Linked DNA regions of Gossypium hirsutum: regions 1 and 2 are each linked to region 3. The links are chromatin contacts, called in public Hi-C maps. All regions are on one chromosome and are shown on one strand. The core of a region is the stretch at or near the end of the contact, and the rest is flanking DNA. Distances in the headings are between cores, read along the strand shown.

What was found. A called contact is a pair of places that touch in the nucleus more often than the background predicts.
Region 1: a Hi-C map of callus shows a contact between it and region 3, with 3 times the contacts expected there. The contact joins the promoter of LOC107887165 here to the promoter of LOC121203073 in region 3. A contact is called at or near these places in 18 of 34 Hi-C or Micro-C datasets (anther, callus, cotyledon and 5 more).
Region 2: a Hi-C map of leaf shows a contact between it and region 3, with 1.8 times the contacts expected there. The contact joins the promoter of LOC121219047 here to the promoter of LOC121203073 in region 3. A contact is called at or near these places in 6 of 34 Hi-C or Micro-C datasets (callus, hypocotyl and leaf).

What each region holds. Positions count from the first base shown.
Region 1 is chrA03:56,303,340-56,306,039 of Gossypium_hirsutum_v2.1, forward strand. LOC107887165 (receptor-like protein 4) reads right to left here and starts at 1,346. Exons shown (of 9, transcript XM_016811324.2): 1 at 1,147-1,346; 2 at 10-1,050. The coding sequence starts at 1,243.
Region 2 is chrA03:56,260,959-56,263,658 of Gossypium_hirsutum_v2.1, forward strand. It overlaps LOC121219047 (AP2/ERF and B3 domain-containing transcription factor RAV1), which reads right to left and starts at 1,309. Exons shown (of 1, transcript XM_041096507.1): 1 at 1-1,309. The coding sequence starts at 929.
Region 3 is chrA03:56,119,207-56,121,906 of Gossypium_hirsutum_v2.1, forward strand. LOC121203073 (30S ribosomal protein 3, chloroplastic) reads right to left here and starts at 1,288. Exons shown (of 1, transcript XM_041099147.1): 1 at 491-1,288. The coding sequence starts at 1,143. The coding sequence ends at 652.

The DNA.
Region 1 (2,700 bases), core at 96-2,595, 180 kb after region 3:
CATCTTTACCTTGTTCAGGAACCGTGGCCAAATCAGCTGGAACCATGGCGTAATTTTCAAGCCCACAGATCAACGGAGCCCCTGCCACAGGCGACAGCTTCACATTCAACACAGAACTGCTCAAATTCTTCTCCGTATAATTTAAACTAAAAGCCGCAAAGCTCCCAACTTCCTTTAATATATCCACTCTACTCACATTCTTATCGTTGACCAGCACATCGAACACTCTCTCCCCTGCCTTTTTAACCGTCGAATCGATCTCCGCAAAATGAAACCACACCAAGTAATCAAGCTTTGCATCCACTGGTAATTCGTATTCCAGACGTCCCTCAATTGTCACCGCCGATTGGTACAATTTCATGGGAAAGTAATTCGGCGCTTTATCGGTACCAGTTATTTTTTCTTTAGTGGTTATAACTTTAGCGGATTCCGACTTTCCAGCTCGGTAATCGGAATCGGATTGCCAGGAGCGGCCGAAGGCGTCCGGGTCGGATGTGAAACCGGGTCCCCATTGTGATGAACCGGGAGAGAGTCGCCCATAGTTGACTAGAATGTAGCTATCGCTGGTTTGGGCGGAGTTATATGACAAAGGATCGATCTGGACGACTTCCAGAGAAGCGATGACGGGAGGGTCAGTGGCAATGCTGTAAAAACAGAAATCGAGTTGACCGTCTTTGACGAAGGCAAAGAGATCGGAGTAAGCGCCATCTCGAGTGAGAGATTCGGGCCAAGGAGAGCGCCAGGAAAAGACGAGAGTGCCCTCGACAGAAGCGTCGAAGGAAGGGGAATGGGATTTGCCGTCGTAGTTGTCGTAAACGGTAAAAGTACGGATGTAGTAACGGCCAGCAGGAAGGGGGATATTGTAGCAATTCTTCTTACCGGAGGAGAGTGGGAAGTAACGGAGAGTCTTTTCGTGTTGAAGATGGAAATGTAGGGGCTCGGAGACCACGGAGGTGGAACCGCCAGTGAAGAATTTGTCGGGTAGCCAAGAGATGTTGTAGGAGTCGGTGGAAGGAGTGGAACTGCCGCAGTCAATGTGGAAGCTAGTGTCTGCAAAGAAAACAAAAACAAAATACAATAGCAGCAGTTAGAAGATAGTGAGCGAGAATAAGAAAAGAAAAACAAAAGGTGGTGGAAGTGGCTTACTGTAAGGGTAGGGCAAAGGGGAGGAAGAGTGGAGGAGGAGAGCCAAGGAGAGCAGGAAAAGGAAGAGGAAGGACATGGTGGAACGAGAGAGAAACATAATAGGAAATGGGGGATTTGATTTTGGACATTGACGCTATAAAGTAGGGGTGGGGTGGGAGTATAAAGTCAGACAGTAAAAGAGGGCGAGATTAGTGGGATATAATATTAATTCACACTTCAACAATTTGTTTACATAATACCAATTAAAAATAAATAAATAAAAAGCATAAAATCGAATTACTAAATCCTCAAATTGGAAAAGTAAAAGCTTTTTGAAAATACTCAAATAATAAAATAAATTAAATAGTATTTTTCTTATAATTTACTTTAAATATGTTTCAATTCATATTAAATAATAATACTATTCTTTATCTAATTATTTATATTTCAATATTTAATTAAATTAATTTTAAAAAATAATAAAATGTAATTTACTATTAATTACATTAATCTTTAAAAATAATTAAATTAAATATTTAAAAAATAATTGGTGTTAATTATTTATATTTCAATCTTTAGTTACATTAATTTTAAAAAAATAATAATATATTTTTAATTAAAATGCAAAATTAACCAGTGCGATGCAGAATTAAGAAAATAAGATATTATCTAAAATAAGGCTTTGATGCATTTTAAGAAAAATTAGTTAGTGAAAGGTTGTTTTTATGAAAAGTGGTATTGTTATCCGCGCAACATGTCAGCATTTTTTATTTATTGTTATGAAGTGAACACTTTTTCCTATAATTATGATTTCGTATTAACTAATGAAACAATTTAATATACTTGGTTTCAATTTAATTTATTTTTTAATTATTATATGCGATCAATTCCTACATCGGACGCAGCGTAGGGGCAGGAGTATAATATTGATTCGCATCTCTTGATTATATCATACCATCCAAAAGAAAGTATTCTTAGTAAAATTTATTTGAAAGTGCTCAAATAAAGCCTTAACTTTTTTAAAAGTGGATAAATAATTTAGATGATTATTTTCTTATCATTTACTTTAGATATATTTCAATCCATATTAAAAATAATAATAATATTTAAATTAATATAAGTTATTTACATTCCAATATTTAATTACATTAATATTAAGAGTAATTTTAAAAATTTTAAAATAAATTTAAATTTTATTAAAAATTATAAGAAATTTAAAAGCTTTTAAATAATTTAAAATATAATTAAATATTTAAATGTAGTTTAAAATTATCTTTTAGTACTGTTTACAAATTAATTTTATATCCCATATTTTTTATATTTTAATTTCTTACTTATGTTATTTGAGAGAATTTATTAGAAAAATAACATACATTAATTTAATATATTTTAATTAATCCAAAAAATCAACCTATGCATCATAGGGTAAAAAAAACTTTAGGAAAAATTAGTTAGTGAGATGTTGTTTTCATGAAAAGTGATATTGTTATCCGTGCAACTTGTAATCATTTTTAGTTATTGTTATTAGGTGAATCCTTTTTCCTATAATTACTGACCTTGTATTTCAGTAATTAT
Region 2 (2,700 bases), core at 59-2,558, 140 kb after region 3:
CCAAATATTTTGACCCCAAATAGCCTGAGCCCAACCGGGTTTCCCAATCCTGATTTTGCCTTCCAGTGAATGTAAAGCTTCTTCTCGGCTCCTGTTGATCTCTGGAAGCTAACAATGTCACCGGCTTTAAGGTTCTTCTCCTTAACAAAGCGGCTCCACCCTTTTGTTAGCACATAACTTTGGCTACTATTCCAGTAGGAATATCTAAACCTCCAAACTTTACCGGTCACGTCTTCCAAGTTCAAAAGAACTCCTTTGGAAGAAGAACCTCCACTTTCCAATGGGAAGTACTTCTCCGCATGCTGCTTAGGTATAACTAGTCGGTTCAACTTCCCCACATCGCTTGGGGTCACAGCTTTTTCGAAAAGTTGGTCACGCGCTTTCACTTCGGCACCAAAAGAGCCAAACACAGCCTCGTTTCCTACCACACGTTTCCCATTCCCGTCGAAGCCATAGCATCTCCTTGTTCTACTCTGCTCAAGCTCATCATTGTAAGTATGCTTACGCAACATGTCAATGATTTCAGCCTTGGAATGTGTATTGAGGAAGGCTATTTCGATGCCATCTTCCTCAGTTTCTCGGAGGTGTTTAAAGTTAGTGACGGCATCAGGACCCCGAAACCTTCGAGCCGCTATGTCATAGGCTTTGGCGGCCTCATCTTCTTCATTGAACGTTCCAAGCCAGACACGCTGGTGTTTCTCGTATATCTGGGCACCCCATCGGCCATTGGGTTGAGGAACAACGCCTTTGTACTTGGAAGAAGGTAGCTTTTTAGATTCAGCTTTAGATTCCACAATCACGCTGGTTCTGCTTCCAACTCGGCAGAGAGAGTCGGGAGATTTGGTAACGGCAGGTAAAAGAGAGGATATGGATATGGACATGGAATCACTGGTTTTGCTTTCATCTATGGCTATGCAGCCTCCATCCATTTTTTTTTCTTTTGGATTGTACAAATAGGAAAAAGATATAGGCAGAGGATGCAGTAGTTGAACAAGGTTGGTTTTTGTATTTTTGTCTTTCAAAAGGTGGAAGAAAAGAGAGGGTTGAGTTGGGTTTGTATGAAGGGTTGAGTGGTGATGTTAGTATATATATAGGGGGTGGGTAATATATGTTAAATATATTTAAGAAAGAAAAAGAAATAGAGAAGATTATTCATAGTTTTGGAGTAAACAGATTTTTAATGGTAAAAAGTAGGGTTTTGGTGGGTCAACCCGAGGAGATAGGAAGGTAGGGTAAGAAGCCAGGAAAATTCATGGAGGGAGGAAGAGAGAAAAGATTAAAAATAGCTGTATTGGAGTTTGGGTAATATAACTAATAATATGTTTAGGGTAAAGGGGGGGGATACTTGAAGAGGAAGGTGAAGGAAAATAGAGGAAGAGTGTGTCTAGTATGACAATGCCATGGATGGGATGTGTATGAGGTGGGACCCAACAAAACAAGTTGAAGGGGGGTTCACGTGATTGTGGACCGTCTATACTTGGTGCCATGCAATTCAACTTCAACACCAGCATCAGCATATAGCATATAGGATGCCCTCGCCCTCTTTCTAAAAATAAAAATAAATGATTATAAGAACCTTATCTGTATATTGATGCAACTAGCTAGCTAGGTTAATCAAAATGCAAGGATTGGTGCATCATTTGATACAACCAATTAGAATCCAGATATATATGAAGTTTTGAGTTCCAATAGGATGGGTGCTAATTGGCCTACTACATCTGGAAGGAGATGGATAGATAGACATTGAACATTGAATACAAGACAAATTAAGGCTGATCCCATTCAACAACTACATTAGAAGTACCATAAATGCCTTGATTTATTCTTTCTCATCTCCTCCTACTCCTAGGCTTTAGTTTGTCTTTATGGGCTAGGTTCTTCACCTTTAAACCATTTAATTAGTATCCTCCCAAGCCCATCTCTCCATCCTAGTTAACATAAGAATAATAATAAATTAATTTCCAACCAACATTGACATTTTCTCCTCTCATCTCCCCCTACTTGTATCATTACTTAATAATGCAAAACCGAAACAATTAATACCAATATCAGTACCATCCATATCATATCTATTTAGATCTAGACAGTATTTATATCTTTTAATCAATTACTTGTACTTATTTTTGTATATGATACATCATATGGATTTTATATGCATATACTAATTAAAACAAAGGAAACAAAAACTCATGATCATGTATAGATCTCAATTGATGATTTTTCCCCCCGAAATTCATTATTTATACATCCAATTCTACCAGTGGTAGTAGAGTGGGATATTGTACGGAGTAGTCCTACTCCTTGGTCGGAGGACCCATTACTACAAGCAAGTTGATGAAAAACCGAGCGCCGCTTTAGAGACGGTGGGTAGGCGGGTGGCTGTTCTATTTTTTGGTTTTGGTTTTGGTTTGGGTGGGTCCTATTAATTAGAGATTCCAATTCACTGAGATTTTTCCTTCAATATTCTTTTTCAGCAAAAGGTGAAAAATAAAAAGGGCAATATTTTACTACCTATGAAAATGACCAGTTGAAACTAAACTACTCTTGTTCCCTATTTACATGTAAACCCCATTCTCTACGTAGCGGTTTGCAGCAACTTTACTATCAATTAATCTATCTTTAACCATATTTTTTTTTGTTGCTAACATAAACATGGAAGAGGACTAGAGGAGCAAAGCTACAATATTGTTTTAGGAGGAG
Region 3 (2,700 bases), core at 38-2,537:
CATGCAAGTACGTATCATCCTGCAAGGAAAAAACCAGAATGCAACACAACTTGCATAGGCTTAATGACTACACACAAGAGAAATCGTGGAACCAAAATAAGGGACTCATGGTTATGTGAGTGCATTAAATATAAATCCCCAAAAGGGGAAGAAGATGAAATTAAGTTGCAATATTGAACAAGAAGATGAAATATTGTCCTTTTAGCAGAAACATTATTTCATTTATCTTCAATCAGTACAAGTTAAAGACACCTAGGCAAATGCATGTTTGCATCTACCTCCACAGGCTACCCAAACTAAATAGATTTTCCTCGACAATGCTTTGGCTGGTAAAATTATACAAAGCTAAGGTAATTCTATAAAAACTAGCATCAAATTCGTATACCATCTACATCAATGACATGTAATGATCATGAAAAAAAACTAACTTGGTAAAGATTCATATCTAACAAGGATGAAAAATCTACAAATATGTGGATCACTAGGGAAATACCAACAATTCAGCAGTGTTTGTTATCGTATTAAAACCAACAATTCATATCTTAGTTCAGAGCTAAGAGGTTTCAAACCAAACATTCTCAAATTCAGTTGATTAACCGAGGCCATTTTGCATAGCTAAGACAAAAAAAAATTATATAAAGAAATGCACATCTAGCTCTGGGCAAGGTTGCCACCACTTTGCTGCCATAGATTGATGATATCAGTGGCCTGATTGAGAAGGATAATCATCTTCTTCTGAGAAATCCAAGGCTTACTTTCTAGAGTGGCCTTGAGCTCTTCCCAGGCATCTTTCCTTGGCCAGAAGAAATATGGACTTAGAGGAACAGTGCCGTGGCCCGGTATGACTTGATCAAGGGCAAGCCCGATGTTCTTTTCCATCCATATGAATTTCAAAACCAGTCTTGGCTTTCCAACTTGCTTGACCACCACCTCAGGTTTCTGAGGAATGATGAAGTCGGATGGTGTTTCAGTCTCAGTGACAGCTTCCGTGGCAGCCGAAGCAGTTAGTGTTGGAGTTTTGATTGTTTTCTTCAAAATGGGATTTTTGTTAAGGCAAAAGGGGGTGTTAAAGGATTTCTGATAACGAAAGGAATGACAAGTGAAAGTAGTATGGAGTGTAGATGAAGTAGCCATGGATAACATTTTGTATTGCAGAATGAGAGAGAGATGTGACGATGCGAGTCTTAAAAGCTGCTTTGTGGAGAAAGGATAAGGGATATGGGGCAATGGTAGGAATAGGAGGACATTGGCTTGGATTGGATCCTATGTTTTAATTATACTCGGTTTGCTCCTTTAACCTCTTAGCTCTATACTTTGATATAATTTCTTCTTCAAATTTCTTTTTAATTTGTTATTAACATATATGTATGTCTTAACCAAATGAGCGCTCTATATTATGTTATAATACGATACATCTGTTCATGGGTCGGTTATTCATTTAAGCCCAAAGTTCTGTTTAAAATTTAGGAGGATTTAGACAAAAATAATAAGTCTAAAAAATGAGCTTAAATAAAAAAATTAATTCCGTTTAAAATATGGGTCAGACTTGGGCTTTAAACATTCAAAAGCCTAACCTGACTCGGCTCGATCCGTTTTAAGTTTATAATATTTATATTATGTTATTTTTATATATTATGAAATTTAGAACTCAATAAAAAAAATAAACCTATACTCTAATGTAAATATTAAAATAATGTTAAGGTGACTATATAAAAAATTCAATAAATAAAAAAATGTATAAAATTATTAAATATTAAAATAATATAATATAAGTTTTTTTAAATTAAAAAAATAATATGGACGAGTCTAAAATAAGTTTGGGTTAGTCTTTTACAAATATGGACGGGTTTGAGCAAAATTTTAAATTCAAATTTTTGGTCAAACTGAACTTAAACAAATATAAAATATATTAATATTACGCTTAAACTGGAGATAACCTACCAATAAACTCCTCTAAATACAAGTTATGGTGCTCATAAATTACATTACTTATTATCTTAAATTAACGCCATTTATTTTAATAAAGAAACATATCGGTATGCTTGTTTATGTTTAAACTTTAATTTCAATATAGTGGAACCCAATTTTGATATATGCAGGTGAATTTTATATTATTTAAACTTATACTTATATTTAAATATTTTATTGAGTTAGTGTTATTTTTAATTGTTCACCAATTTAATTATTAAATTATAAAAATATTTAAAAAAAGGATATAATTAATATTGTCGAAACTATTTTTTTAGAAAACGGGGTCGACTTTGATTTTGAAAATGAAAACAAACAATGGGAGTCGCCACCAATCCTTTTTTATGAGGTGTGATCGGGTCACCTTAAATTAATCATTTTAATAAAAGTTAAGATTTACTAAAACGATAATTTTTGGTCTACGAGAATCAAAAAATGAGTTCGGGAGTTGGTTACGTACGAGGAAGGATTAGCACCCTCGTGATGCCCAAAAATTGGTACCTAGTTGATTAATTAGTGTCTTAGTGTCGAAACTTTGAAAACTTGAAAGACTTTAAAATACGATCCCTCTTTTTGTAGAAACACTTGAATGTTAAAGATCTTCTCGTCTCGAAATAATAAAATGTCACATCCAGTAAGTTGGGACACAACATCTTGAATTTTCGAGAACGAGCTTGCCTTTTATTTAAAATTTGTGTATTTTAACCTATTAAAAGGGTATCCGATTATTTA